Linked DNA regions of Salvelinus alpinus: region 1 is linked to region 2. A link is a contact called in public Hi-C data. All regions are on one chromosome and are shown on one strand. Each heading gives the region's core, a stretch centred on a gene start, on an enhancer-like site or on the middle of the called end of the contact. The rest is flanking DNA. Distances are from core to core; before and after follow the strand shown.

What was found. Hi-C and Micro-C count contacts between places; a contact is called where the count stands out from the background.
Region 1: a contact with region 2 is called in a Hi-C map of muscle, with 4 times the contacts expected there. The contact joins the promoter of pogzb here to the promoter of LOC139573146 in region 2. A contact is called at or near these places in 2 of 3 Hi-C or Micro-C datasets (muscle and red muscle).

Annotation. Positions count from the first base shown.
Region 1 is chr4:25,799,457-25,806,160 of SLU_Salpinus.1, forward strand. It overlaps pogzb (pogo transposable element derived with ZNF domain b), which reads left to right and starts at 1,685. Exons shown (of 20, transcript XM_071396261.1): 1 at 1,685-1,817; 2 at 2,872-2,987; 3 at 5,038-5,190; 4 at 5,628-5,830; 5 at 5,944-6,043; 6 at 6,234-6,479; 7 at 6,581-6,694. The coding sequence starts at 2,876.
Region 2 is chr4:25,661,465-25,667,913 of SLU_Salpinus.1, forward strand. LOC139573146 (acidic leucine-rich nuclear phosphoprotein 32 family member E-like) reads left to right here and starts at 5,142. Exons shown (of 6, transcript XM_071396287.1): 1 at 5,142-5,355. The coding sequence starts at 5,302.

The DNA.
Region 1 (6,704 bases), core at 435-2,934, 130 kb after region 2:
CCTCAGGACTACCTGGCATGATGACTCCTTGCTGTCCCCAGTCCACCTGGCCGTGCTGCTGCTCCAGTTTCAACTGTTCTGCCTGCGGCTATGGAACCCTGACCTGTTCACCGGACGTGCTACCTGTCCCAGACCTGCTGTTTTCAACTCTCTAGAGACAGCAGGAGCGGTAGAGGTGCTGTCCTGTTGCACCCTCGACAACTACTGTGATTATTATTATTTGACCATGCTGGTCATTTCTGAACATTTGAACATCTTGGCCATGTTCTGTTATAATCTCCACCCGGCACAGCCAGAAGAGCACTGGCCACCCCTCATAGCCTGGTTCCGCTCTAGGTTTCTTCCTAGGTTTTGGCCTTTCTAGGGAGTTTTTCCTAGCCACCGTGCTTCTACACCTGCATTGCTTGCTGTTTGGGGTTTTAGGCTGGGTTTCTGTACAGCATTTTGAGATATCAGCTGATGTAAGAAGGGCTATATGAATACATTTGATTTGGCTTGATTCTCTCTTTCACACACACACACACACACATTACATTGTTATGTCATTTTCTTGTGTTACTTTTAGATTATTATGACGTTTTTTTCAATTAGGTTTATTTCGTAAATATTTTTTGAACTGCATTGTTGGTAAGTAAGCATTTCACAGTAAGGTCTACACCTGTTGTTTTCGGCGCATGTGACAAATAAAACATTATTTGATTTGACACACGCAGTTCACTCTGTAAAAATGTAATGTGAGAACATAAAATTGCAATGTGAGTATGTAACATTAATCAGCACATCAATAGTTAGTTCTTGAGAACCCAGCTTTTTAGTTCTCAATTGAAAGTATGGACCACAGCTGGATCAATGAACTACAATCCTGTCACTGTTTTAAAGTTTAGAAACGTTAATAATCTTCACTTCCGATAGGCCTACAGTTTAGGAATCCTTTGTAACTTAACTTTCACATCAGGGTGGAAGAATCTTTTAAATACAAAATATACACTTACTGTATGCATTTTAGCAAAGTTGCATCATTTTTGCACACTGCACATTTTCAAAAACACAGCCCCCAGCCAAAGTACAAAACTTCCTCCCCTGTTCCGCGCCATTGGAAATTGGAGGGGAGGAAGTGTAGTCTCGGTTTGAGGCAATGTTCTTTCCTAAACTGCACAGTAAATGTAGCTTTTGTATTTGAACAATTATGTCTTGCTTACATGAAAGTAAAATTCCAAATGTTTCCAAAATTGTATCGCGTGTGAGGTGTATTTGCATTTAGACAGCATTTTGTTAGGGTCCGAGTGTCTGGGCATTTTTCTCACAAGGCGAAAGAGTAAGTCCAATGGCTCAATGTAATGCAATGGAATTTGAGTCATGAATAAGGGTTAATCAATAGCATCATGATATAACAAAATGGCTGCTTGCAGCTTCAATTAATTTGCCTTTAGTGAGTGTATGGATATTAGTATTGACATATATTTGGTTGAAATTAATACTATTTCATTTATTTGAGTATTAATGACCGTGTTAGAAATTAATTGAATTGAATTAATTACGTTTTTAATGTATTTTATGAAAACAACGCAGTTTTAGGGCAACCCTATTTCCTGAAAATTTGCTCCGCCTCTCTTCTTTACATTGATGGAAGCCAATCACAGTGCAGATTTTAAAGCGGAAATGACGCAAAACTTTGTTTTGACCAATGTAATTTGCTGAAAGAGGTAAACGTTTGTCTCCTTCTTGCGGATTAATATGCCTCCAATGGGGAACATGTAGCCCGCGAAGAATTTCTGTGTGTTCTAGTTTATTAGCGTTCTGTCTTCGTATTGGAAAGGGTAAGTATTTAACTGTAATAGTTTATGGTTTTACTTTTAGTTTGTGTGTCACAAATAATATATATTTTTGTGCCGTAAATATACCTAATATGCACGCTAAACGTTACAGTGGAAAGGCATCAATAGCGTAGCCTACACGTTTTGAGTCAGTAGTAACATTACGCCGACGCAGAATGTATTTTATCTTATCTCTTTGGAATGCGACTATTGCATTACGAGATCATGTCTTCTGCAATACATGTATATAACTTGTTAGACTCACGGAACGAACAGCTGTTTTATTTGAGTCATGCACCTCAAATCTGTCATGCATGTAGAGAACTATTTTTGTCCCCCGCCCCTTTCGTAAATTTCCTAGTGGTTGCCAGGGACATTTAGCGAGAAATTATATCACAATGAGCCAGAGAAGAATAATAGATGAAATCAATTATGTATATATATTTAAAAAAAATACTTTAATATATATTTTTATATCTTTAGAAATTCATTTTCATAAGATTATTTAAATCCTGGACAGATTTTCTATATTTCTGAAACCCAAGTCTCTGAGTCACATTGTCATCATTCAATCATTAGGCTTTGTTTTCTTCAATACTGTAGATTACATCAGGTAGCCGGCAGGTAGCCTAGTGGTTAGAGCGTTGGACTAGTAACCGGAAGGTTGCAAGATCGAATCCCTGAGCTGACAAGGTACAAATCTGTCGTTCTGCCCCTGAACAAGGCAGTTAACCCACTGTTCCTAGGCTGTCATTGAAAATAAGATTTTCTTCTTAACTGACTTGCCTAGTTAAATAACGTTTTTTTTAAAAGTACAATATAATAAATGTATGAAATAAATTAACTTTATAGTTTCATACAAGTTACACAATCACGTGACAGTTATAAAACACTGATATTTACTCAAGCAACAATGGCCTTTTTTTAATGTATGGTGTTCTGACACTGTTCATAGTTCTCTAGCGATAGATCTACACTAATGAGTGTACACTTACTAGACATTTTAACCATTCAGTGTGTTGTAGTTGTTTTATTAGACATTATTTGATCCGTTCAGCAATATGGATGGCGATTTATTCATGGAGTGTGAGGAGGAGGAGTTGGAGCCATGGCAACAGATGTATGATGACGTGGAGGAGGAGTTGGAATTCATAGAGGGCGACAACGACAACGGTGAGCATGCCCATTGGCCAACTATTGCCACAGAGACAGACTGGCACACCCTTTTGACTGTCAACTTGGTGACGGACTGATCACTGCGTCCCTTGTCGTGGTCTGAACATATATGAATAGTCAATGACCCAGTCATATAGTCTGTTAGCATAAGACACGCGTCAAACTCATTCCACGGAGAGCCGAGTATCTGCATGTTTTCGCTCCTCCCTTGTACTTGATTGATCAAATCAAATTTTATTTGTCACATGCGCCGAATACAACAGGTGTAGACCTTACAGTGAAATACTTACTTACAAGTCCTTAACCAACGATGCAGTTAAAAAAAAATACCTACAAAATAAAAATGAAGAAAAAAGTAAGAGATAAGAAAAACAAATAATTAAAGAGCAGCAGTGAATAACAATAGCGGGGCTATATACAGGGGGTACCGGTACAGAGTCAATGTGCAGGGGCACCGGTGTCGAGGTAACAGATAATTATGTACATGCAGGTAGGGTTGTTAAAGTGGCTATGCATAGATAATAACAGAGTAGCAGCGGGGGGTGCAGTAGTCTGGGTAGCCATTTGATTAGCTGTTCAGGAGTCTTATGGCTTGGGGGTAGAAGCTGTTTAGAAGCCTCTTGGACCTAGACTTGGCGCTCCGGTACCGCTTGCTGTGCGGTAGCAGAGAGAACAGTCTATGACTAGGGTGGCTGGAGTATTTGACGATTTTTAGGGCCTTCCTCTGACACCGCCTGGTAAATAGATCCTGGATGGCAGGAAGCTTGGCTGGGCTGTACGCACTACCCTCTGAAGTGCCTTGTGGTCGGAGGCCAAGCAGTTGCCATACCAGGCAGTGATGCAAAAATGTTGAGGATCAGCGTGGCGGATGTGTTGTTATCTACCCTTACAACCTGGGGGCGGCCCGTCAGGAAGTCTAGGATCCAGTTGCAGAGGGAGCTGTTTAGTCCCAGGGTCCTTAGCTTAGGGTCCTTAGCTTAGTGATGAGTTTTGAGGGCACTATGGTGTTGAACGCTGAGCTGTAGTCAATGAATAACATTCTCACATAGGTGTTCCTTTTGTCTAGATGGGAAAGGGCAGTGTGGAGTGCAATAGAGATTGCATCATCTGTGGATCTATTGGTGCGGTATGCAAATTGGAGTGGGTTTCTGGGATGATGGCGTTGATGTGAGCCATGACCAACTTTCAAAGCATTTCATGGCTACACATTCCCGAGTGCTACGGGTCGGTAGTCATTTAGGCAGGTTACCTTAGTGGTCTTGGGCACAGGGACTATGGTGGTCTGCTTGAAACATGTTGGTATGGGAGAGGTTGAAAATGTCGGTGAAGACACTTGCCAGTTGGTCAGGGCATGCTCGCAGTACACGTCCTGGTAATCCTGGTAAGCCTTGTGAATGTTGACCTGTTTAAAGGTCTTACTCACATCGGCTGCGGAGAGCGTGATCACAGTCTTCCGGAACAGCTGGTGCTCTTATGCATGTTTCAGTGTTATTTGCCTCGAAGCGAGCATAGAAGTGGTTTAGCTCGCCTGGTAGGCTCGTGTCACTGGGCAGCTCTCGGCTGTGCTTCCCTTTGTAGTCTATAATATTTTGCAAGCCCTGCCACATTCGACGAGTTTCGGAACAGCCGGTGTAGTACGATTCGATTTGATTGCTGAATTAAGGTCAGTAATTAGTAAGGAACTCCCCTCACCTGGTTGTCTAGGTCTTAATTGAAAGGAAACACCAAAAGCCAGCAGACACTAGGCCCTTCATGGAATGAGTGGCATAGGACTATGCTGTGAATGTAAATAAAATCAAAGTTTATTTGTCCTGTGCATAGGATACAACAAGGGTAAATAGTACAGTGAAATGCTTACTTGCAAGCTTTTCTTCAAATATGGAATATTCAATATCAATGGTAAATTAAGAAATACAGAATAGAAACTGAAAAAAAGAGCTCAGAATCAATACTAGGTCAGATCAAATAAAAACACAGGAGAATGGACGCTAATTCTCATGTAGTTCAACTGTACCTTGCTGTTTATGCCATTGTGTGTTTCCTGCAGTCTGTGAAGCCTCCTTTTTCTCCTCGACATCCCGAGAGACTCCAATTCCCAGCATACCCTCCCTCACTCCCTCAGCTGCACAGTGTGTCCCGGCAACGGTTTCCAACACATTCCCGTCCTCCTCCTCTGTCTTGCAGCGCACCACTACAGCACGTGAGTTGATGTTTTGGGGGAAGAATGGTGTCTCAAATGCATACTGCCCAAAGGTTAAAACAGCTGTCGCTACTTTCAGAAACACAGGAAAAGCTCAGGAATTAATTTTCATTATTAGATTGTACAGGAGTATTTATAAATGTGTTATACACCTCAGAATCAGAAACTAAAGAGAATGCACAAGCTGCTCCTTTTTAAAGTGGCAACACTGATTATAATATACAGTAGGCCTACCCTTAGAGCCGAGGGCTGAAGCAGTTGTAGCAGACATGAGTCCGGCTCATGGTCTCGTGATGAGGTAGCCCTGCCTACGACTTCAAAATCAGTGTTATTCTCAGCAAAGGGGGAACGTCCTCTTGGTCTAACGGTCAAGACATTGGATGGTCCCGCCCTGGACACTAACCACTAGGTTGTCCCCCTTCCTCTGTGTCCCTCAGCTCCTGTGTCGTCATCGGTGTTACCTCAATTTATGTTCCCCACGGGAGTCCCTGGTATGCCCTCTCTGGTACCATCTGGCATGGTCCAGGGACAACAGCTGATCCAGATCCAAACCCCTACAGGTCTGAGCACCATGCTACTGCCCACAGCTGTTAACCCTGGTGCCGGCCCGGCCAATGCCCAGCAGATCTACTTCACCCAGGTACGGACTGCATCAGTGCTCACGGATCTTCTCTGGCCTGCTTTGGTTCAGCTCAGCAAGGTGGAATGCATTTATAAATGTTTTTAACTTCATCTCATTACTATATCTCACAGGGTTTCCCGGTCCGAAACGTCAGGCCTGGGCAGAACCCTGTGGGGATAGTTCTGAATTTACAGCAAGGTCAGATGATTCGACCCATCACCCTACTCTCTGGTAATTTTATATCTTTCATTTCAGCATCTTTATCCAATGCTGTTTTCACAGAGCTACAATAGACATACAGGGGACCCAAACACTCATTTTTGAAAAGTCTCCAGGAAGCAAGTTATTGACAGCAGCCATTTTGGACAACATGGTGTATAGTAACACCATTTTGTTAACAGCCCCCTCTCTCCTATGGTAGGACCTGGAGGGCAGTTCTTTGCTCCGTCTATGGGGATGCCTCAGGTTGTGACCCAGCCTGCACAGATTAGGCCCACTGCTGGCCCCAGTGGTGTTTTACGGCAGGCGGTGCCCAGCACCTTTGCCACTATGCAAATCCCTGCCACCCTTACCATCCGCGGGGCCAGTCACGCCCCCCTCACCACCACGGCTAGCACCATGGGCACCCGGCCCACTCTACTCAACACTTCTTCACAGCCTCAGTTTTGTAAGTTCTTATTTTATGGGTGGGTCTAAATTCAATGAAGTACAGCTTTTGTATCTATAGTGAAATCTATTGAACATCCCCTGCTTTCCTTTGTGCTATAGTGAAATGGAACCAAGTCCCAGTCGCTCTCCAATCGCAGCTTCTGCAGATTGTCAAGAGCAACAGCCAGGCCAATGTACCCGTGGCCACGCCCCTGACACAGGGCAACACCAAAGGTACAGTAAT
Region 2 (6,449 bases), core at 3,892-6,391:
AAAAAGCTCTACGCCGTAAAATAACCACAAACCCCTCCCTTGCTTGAGAAGCTCGCTTCATGTGCCTGGCGTGTTTCAAGACTGGCTTGACTCGGGGCTGTCTAAATGTTACATACAGTACCTCCCACTCCAGTCCATAGACAGTGGGATTCCCCTTTCTAATGTAATTCAAGGGCCTATCATTACATCGTCAGGCATACCCATGACCTGTCGTTGACCCTTTAGGGGTCAAGCTGTGTGCGTCCCTGATTCTCCACACTTTTCTCAAAGTGTGCACTTGCACACACCCCCCGCGGAAAAGTGTGGAGAATCGGGACTAAGGCACGGTCATAGATGGGAGATGGGGTCGCAAGCTGTCAGCTATTTTAAAGTGATGTTAACACAAGGCCGTAAATGTATAGAAACAGTTCAAAACGTAAAGCATGTTAAAAGTGAGAAAAAATAAGAAACCTGCACACTGCTCTTGCTAGTATCACTGCTCTTTATAAAGCTCTAACGAAAGCCTTGAGGTCGACACGTAAAGCTTAATAAAGAGCAGTGACACTATCAAGAGCAGTGTGCTGGTTTCTTCATTTTTCTGATCTTATTCAACTGTTACCATGCACCTGCAACAAAGATAGCTCAGATGTGCGAGTGCCTTTTGAATTTTGAAAAGTGAGACATCTAAACTCACCAACAGCTGTAGCCCCAAACCGATTTTTGGGAGATTAATCAAATGTTCGGCCGTCTGAGCTTCTGTCTGATTCTTCCGATTTAATAGAACCTTTCAGCAAGTTTGTCTCAATGGAAAAAAGAGTAAGCAGAGGCCTCTAGAGGCAAGCCGTTGAACTCAAGGTCAGCAGACCGTGGCCGCCCGGCAGTTTAGTCCATCAGCCCACTACATTGTGTTGCCTGACGTCTAGATGGCCGCCCGGCAGTTTAGTCCATCAGCCCACTACATTGTGTTGCCTGACGTCTAGATGGCCGCCCGGCAGTTTAGTCCATCAGCCCACTACATTGTGTTGCCTGACGTCTAGATGGCCGCCCGGCAGTTTAGTCCATCAGCCCACTACATTGTGTTGCCTGACATCTAGATGGCCGCCCGGCAGTTTAGTCCATCAGCCCACTACATTGTGTTGCCTGACATCTAGATGTCCGTCCGGCAGTTTAGTCCATCAGCCCACAACATTGTGTTGCCTGACATCTAGATGGCCGTCCGGCAGGTTAGTCCATCAGCCCACTACATTGTGTTGCCTGACGTCTAGATGGCCGCCCAGATGGCCGCCCGGCAGTTTAGTCCATCAGCCCACTACATTGTGTTGCCTGACATCTAGATGGCCGTCCGGCAGTTTAGTCCATCAGCCCACTACATTGTGTTGCCTGACGTCTAGATGGCCGCCCGGCAGTTTAGTCCATCAGCCCACTACATTGTGTTGCCTGACGTCTAGATGGCCGCCCGGCAGTTTAGTCCATCAGCCCACTACATTGTGTTGCCTGACGTCTAGATGGCCGCCCGGCAGTTTAGTCCATCAGCCCACTACATTGTGTTGCCTGACGTCTAGATGGCCGCCCGGCAGTTTAGTCCATCAGCCCACTACATTGTGTTGCCTGACGTCTAGATGGCCGTCCGGCAGTTTAGTCCATCAGCCCACTACATTGTGTTGCCTGACGTCTAGATGGCCGCCCGGCAGTTTAGTCCATCAGCCCACTACATTGTGTTGCCTGACGTCTAGATGGCCGCCCAGATGGCCGCCCGGCAGTTTAGTCCATCAGCCCACTACATTGTGTTGCCTGACATCTAGATGGCCGTCCGGCAGTTTAGTCCATCAGCCCACTACATTGTGTTGCCTGACGTCTAGATGGCCGCCCGGCAGTTTAGTCCATCAGCCCACTACATTGTGTTGCCTGACGTCTAGATGGCCGTCCGGCAGTTTAGTCCATCAGCCCACTACATTGTGTTGCCTGACATCTAGATGGCCGCCCGGCAGTTTAGTCCATCAACCCACTACATTGTGTTGCCTGACGTCTAGATGGCCGTCCGGCAGTTTAGTCCATCAGCCCACTACATTGTGTTGCCTGACGTCTAGATGACCTTCTGGCAGGTTAGTCCATCAGCCCACTACATTGTGTTGCCTGACGTCTAGATGGCCGTCCGGCAGGTTAGTCCATCAGCCCACTACATTGTGTTGCCTGACTCAAGATGACCTTCTGGCAGGTTAGTCCATCAGCCCACTACATTGTGTTGCCTGACATCTAGATGGCCGTCCGGCAGGTTAGTCCATCAGCCCACTACATTGTGTTGCCTGACATCTAGATGACCTTCTGGCAGGTTAGTCCATCAGCCCACTACATTGTGTTGCCTGACATCTAGATGGCCGTCCGGCAGGTTAGTCCATCAGCCCACTACATTGTGTTGCCTGACATCTAGATGACCTTCTGGCAGGTTAGTCCATCAGCCCACTACATTGTGTTGCCTGACATCTAGATGGCCGTCCGGCAGGTTAGTCCATCAGCCCACTACATTGTGTTGCCTGACATCTAGATGACCTTCTGGCAGGTTAGTCCATCAGCCCACTACATTGTGTTGCCTGACATCTAGTGAGCATCACTGATACTACAACATAAACACCGTACAAAACATAATCAAATAGAGATTCACTGGGTAAAATATAATTAATATTATCTGTTGCCTGATATCTAGATGACCTTCCGACAGGTTAGTCCATCAGCCCACTACATTGTGTTGCCATGACATCTAGTGAGCATTACTGATACTACAACATAAACACCGTACAACACATCATCAAATAGAGATTCATGGGGTAAAATATAATTAATATTATCTGTTGCCTGATATCTAGAAGACCATCTGGCAGTTTAGTCCATCAGCCCACTACATTGTGTTGCCTGACATCTAGTGAGCATCACTGATACTACAACATAAACACAGTACAACACATCATCAAATAGAGATACATGGGGTAAAATGGAATGAATATTGTCTTGTAATAGCAGTATTGATATAAGGAAGAGATGCCATACCTCATCTAGTAAATTGTGTAACTATAATTTATATGCATTGGTTCCTACTGGGAACTAGGCTAGTGTTGAAATGGGGCGGGGGCGTCACAGGGAACTATGAAGGAAGATAGTGAAGCTCAATAGACACTTTTGCCACACTGGAGGGAAATCAACATAATAATCTTGGTTTTAGCCTGTGTTTCAGTCTTTTTGTGCCATCATGCCACTCCTCGCAGTTGTCACTCATTGTCATGCATGAAAGAATGGAATAGGCAATAGCCCACACAGGTCTGGGACCAGGCTAGCCTGGCTTGCCAAGCCTAGCATTCAATTACTTTGTTTTGAAAGTTGGGTTGATTACTTCGTTTTTAATTACATTTCGAATAACATATGCCATTTATCAAACGCTTTAATCCAAAGGGATTTACAATATGCATTAATTTTTTATATATGATTGGTTCCGGGAATCGAACCACCATGCTCTACCAACTGAGCCACAGAGGACCACATCTAAAAAATGTAATAGTATAAAATACTTGTCTTTTCTTACTAGCACAGACTTTGCTGATAGATGCTTTATCGAGAAAAGTTTTACTTGCAATGACTTTGATGTGTGGTTGTCTGACCTGCCTTGAATGCACTGACTGTAAAGTCGCTCTGGATAAGAGCTTCTGGTAACTTACCAAAATGCTAATGCATTTTATATTGAACATTTTCATAGAGTCAAAATGTGGATTATACATTACATTTATTATAGCGGAACACTCTAACGCTGTGTTTATAACCTATTGGGAAGGTTGTATTTACCACATAAGACTGGGAAAACTCTATACTGAACAAAAATATAAACCCATATTTCATGAGCTGAAATAAAAGATCCCAGAATTTTTCCATATGCACAAAAAGCTTATTTCTCAAATTTTTAGCACAAATTTGGTTACATCCCTGTTAGTGAACATTTCTCCTCCTGACAGGTGTTGCATATCAAGAAGCTGATTAAACAGCATGATCATTACACAGGCACACCTTGTGCTGGGAACAATACAACGCAACACAATGCCACAGATGTCTCAAGTTGAGGGAGCGTGCAATCGGCATGCTGACTGCAGGAATGTCCACCAGAGCTGTTGCCAGAGAATTGAATGCTAATTTTTCTAAAAACGTCTTTTGATTGTCTGGGCCTGGCTCCCCATGGCTGCACCCCTGCCCAGTCATGTGAAATCCATAGATTAGTGCCTAATTTGTTTATTTAAATGGACTGATTTCCTTATAGGAACTGTAACTCAGTAAAATTATTGAAATTGTTGCATGTTGCATTTATATTTTTGTTCAGTACACTTGAACGCCCCTCGAACTGGTAATTTGTGAAAACCCCTATATCATCCCTGAGTGCCAACTTCTCCCACATAATGATCTTTGACATCACCAGCATTTTCAGCAGTTTAATGCAACAACAAAAAATATTATTTATAAAAAACAATCTATTAATATGGTTTTTGAACACTATGTTTTGCCACTCTCTGTTATTATCTATGCATAGTCACTTTAATAACTCTACCTACATGTACATAGTACCTCAATTACCTTGACTAACCGGTGCCCCCACACATTGACTCTGTACCGGTACGTCCTGTATATAGCCTCGCTATTATTATTTTGCTGCTGCTCTTTAATTATTTGTAACTTTTATTTCATATTATTTTTTTCTGTATATTTTTCTGTAATTATTATTATTTTATTATTATTTTTAACTGCATTGTTGGTTAGGGCTTGTAAGTAAGCATTTCACTGTAAGGTCTAGTACACCTGTTGTATTCGGCGCATGTGACAAATACAATTTGATTTGATACTACTCAACTAGAAATTACCACTTTCCCCACTTGGTTAGGAACACAGCATTATATCAACTGTCGATACTTGATAATGGCGCCAATGAGAACAAAGAGGGGGCGTATCCTAAGTTTAAAAGTGAGGTATTTATCATCTCATTGGTTGACCTGTATTAAATGACAACGCAATCCTGACCAATTACAACTACCACCAAGCCATATTATGTAAATTAGGGCGGTCCCTGTTGAATGGCGCAATAGCTGGCCCAATAGCATGATTAAAAACAGAAAAACGTAATATTCATGTAGAAGAAGGCGTGTCTTAGAAAGGGGGTTGGGTGCGAGGTAACATGGTGGTTTGGTTATCGCCTATCAGCCATAGACAGAAGAAGGTTGGAGTTACTGAGCGCTTGAGTGGTCGGCTTTTTATTTTCATTTTTCCTTTGATTTTGTGCTTTCGTTTGTCTTCAAAATGGAGATGGAGAAGAGGATCAGTTTGGAGTTGAGGAACAAGACCCCAGCCGAGGTATAGTATTACGTCTTTATTTATTTATTTCCCAATGCATTTTGTGAAGGATGACGACTCAACCATGGTGGATGCGAAATGACGATGCTCGATACTCTTTAGCTTGCTAACTTATAGTATACAACTGGTGTGCCAACAAAATATCGGATAATAAATCACATATGGGTGGTTGCCACAAAGAGGATGCGATAGAAATCGATTAGAACTAAAATGGGATCAGAATCTTGATGGTGGCGCGACTTACTCTGACTGAGTTAGCGCTACCAAGGACATCAGCTAGCTAGCTACATGTAGCTAGCGCCAATGCTGGCTAGCTAGACTCCTAACCGGTAACGTTAGTTAGTTAATGGAGTTCAAGATTTCCCAACCCAAATAATGGCCATGTTAAGAATTATCAAAAACTATTGGTAGCCTACATGGACTTTAGTAGCCTAGCTAGTTAGCCAGCAATGCCCTATAATAAATTCTCCTTGGATTTACTAGCGTAGAGCCGACCAGCTCCACGAGTTGTTTTGAAGAACACAATGGAGTTGTTTGCGCATACTGAATAGAAGTGGCTTGTGTGAAAGTAGTGTTTATTTGGTCTTTTAAACAGCGAGTTAACTGAATTTGCGTTCTCCGCAATTACAAGGCTATCAATCACATAGGTACATATTGTAACTACCCATCTTTGGAATGCATTTCATGCAACCTATGCGCCCGCGTGGCGTTTTGCAAGGTAAAGTTGTGCAGAATGCCGCCCATCGTTGTGCGGGTAATTACTTTGTAGCCTTGCGTTCGTGCATCAAATGTTGCATCGGTTGATACGAAGTTGAAACTCGATGAAAGTGTTGGCCAATTGCTATACGCTGGGCCGTTGACTTTGTAAGGGGTATGAATAGTACATGATCAATTTAAACCTCACCAAGATACGTTACTTTATGGCTAGCTAACTACGTCCGCTAGTAGCTAGTGTTACTTTGTAACGTTAGTTAGCTATAGTTCCCGCGACAGTAACAATTAACGACTTCTCTGGCTGGTGATAGTGGCCGCGCGCACTCTGATCATGAGCTAACTTTAGTAACTTTAGTATGATGAGGGGGAGTTGCCGGCAG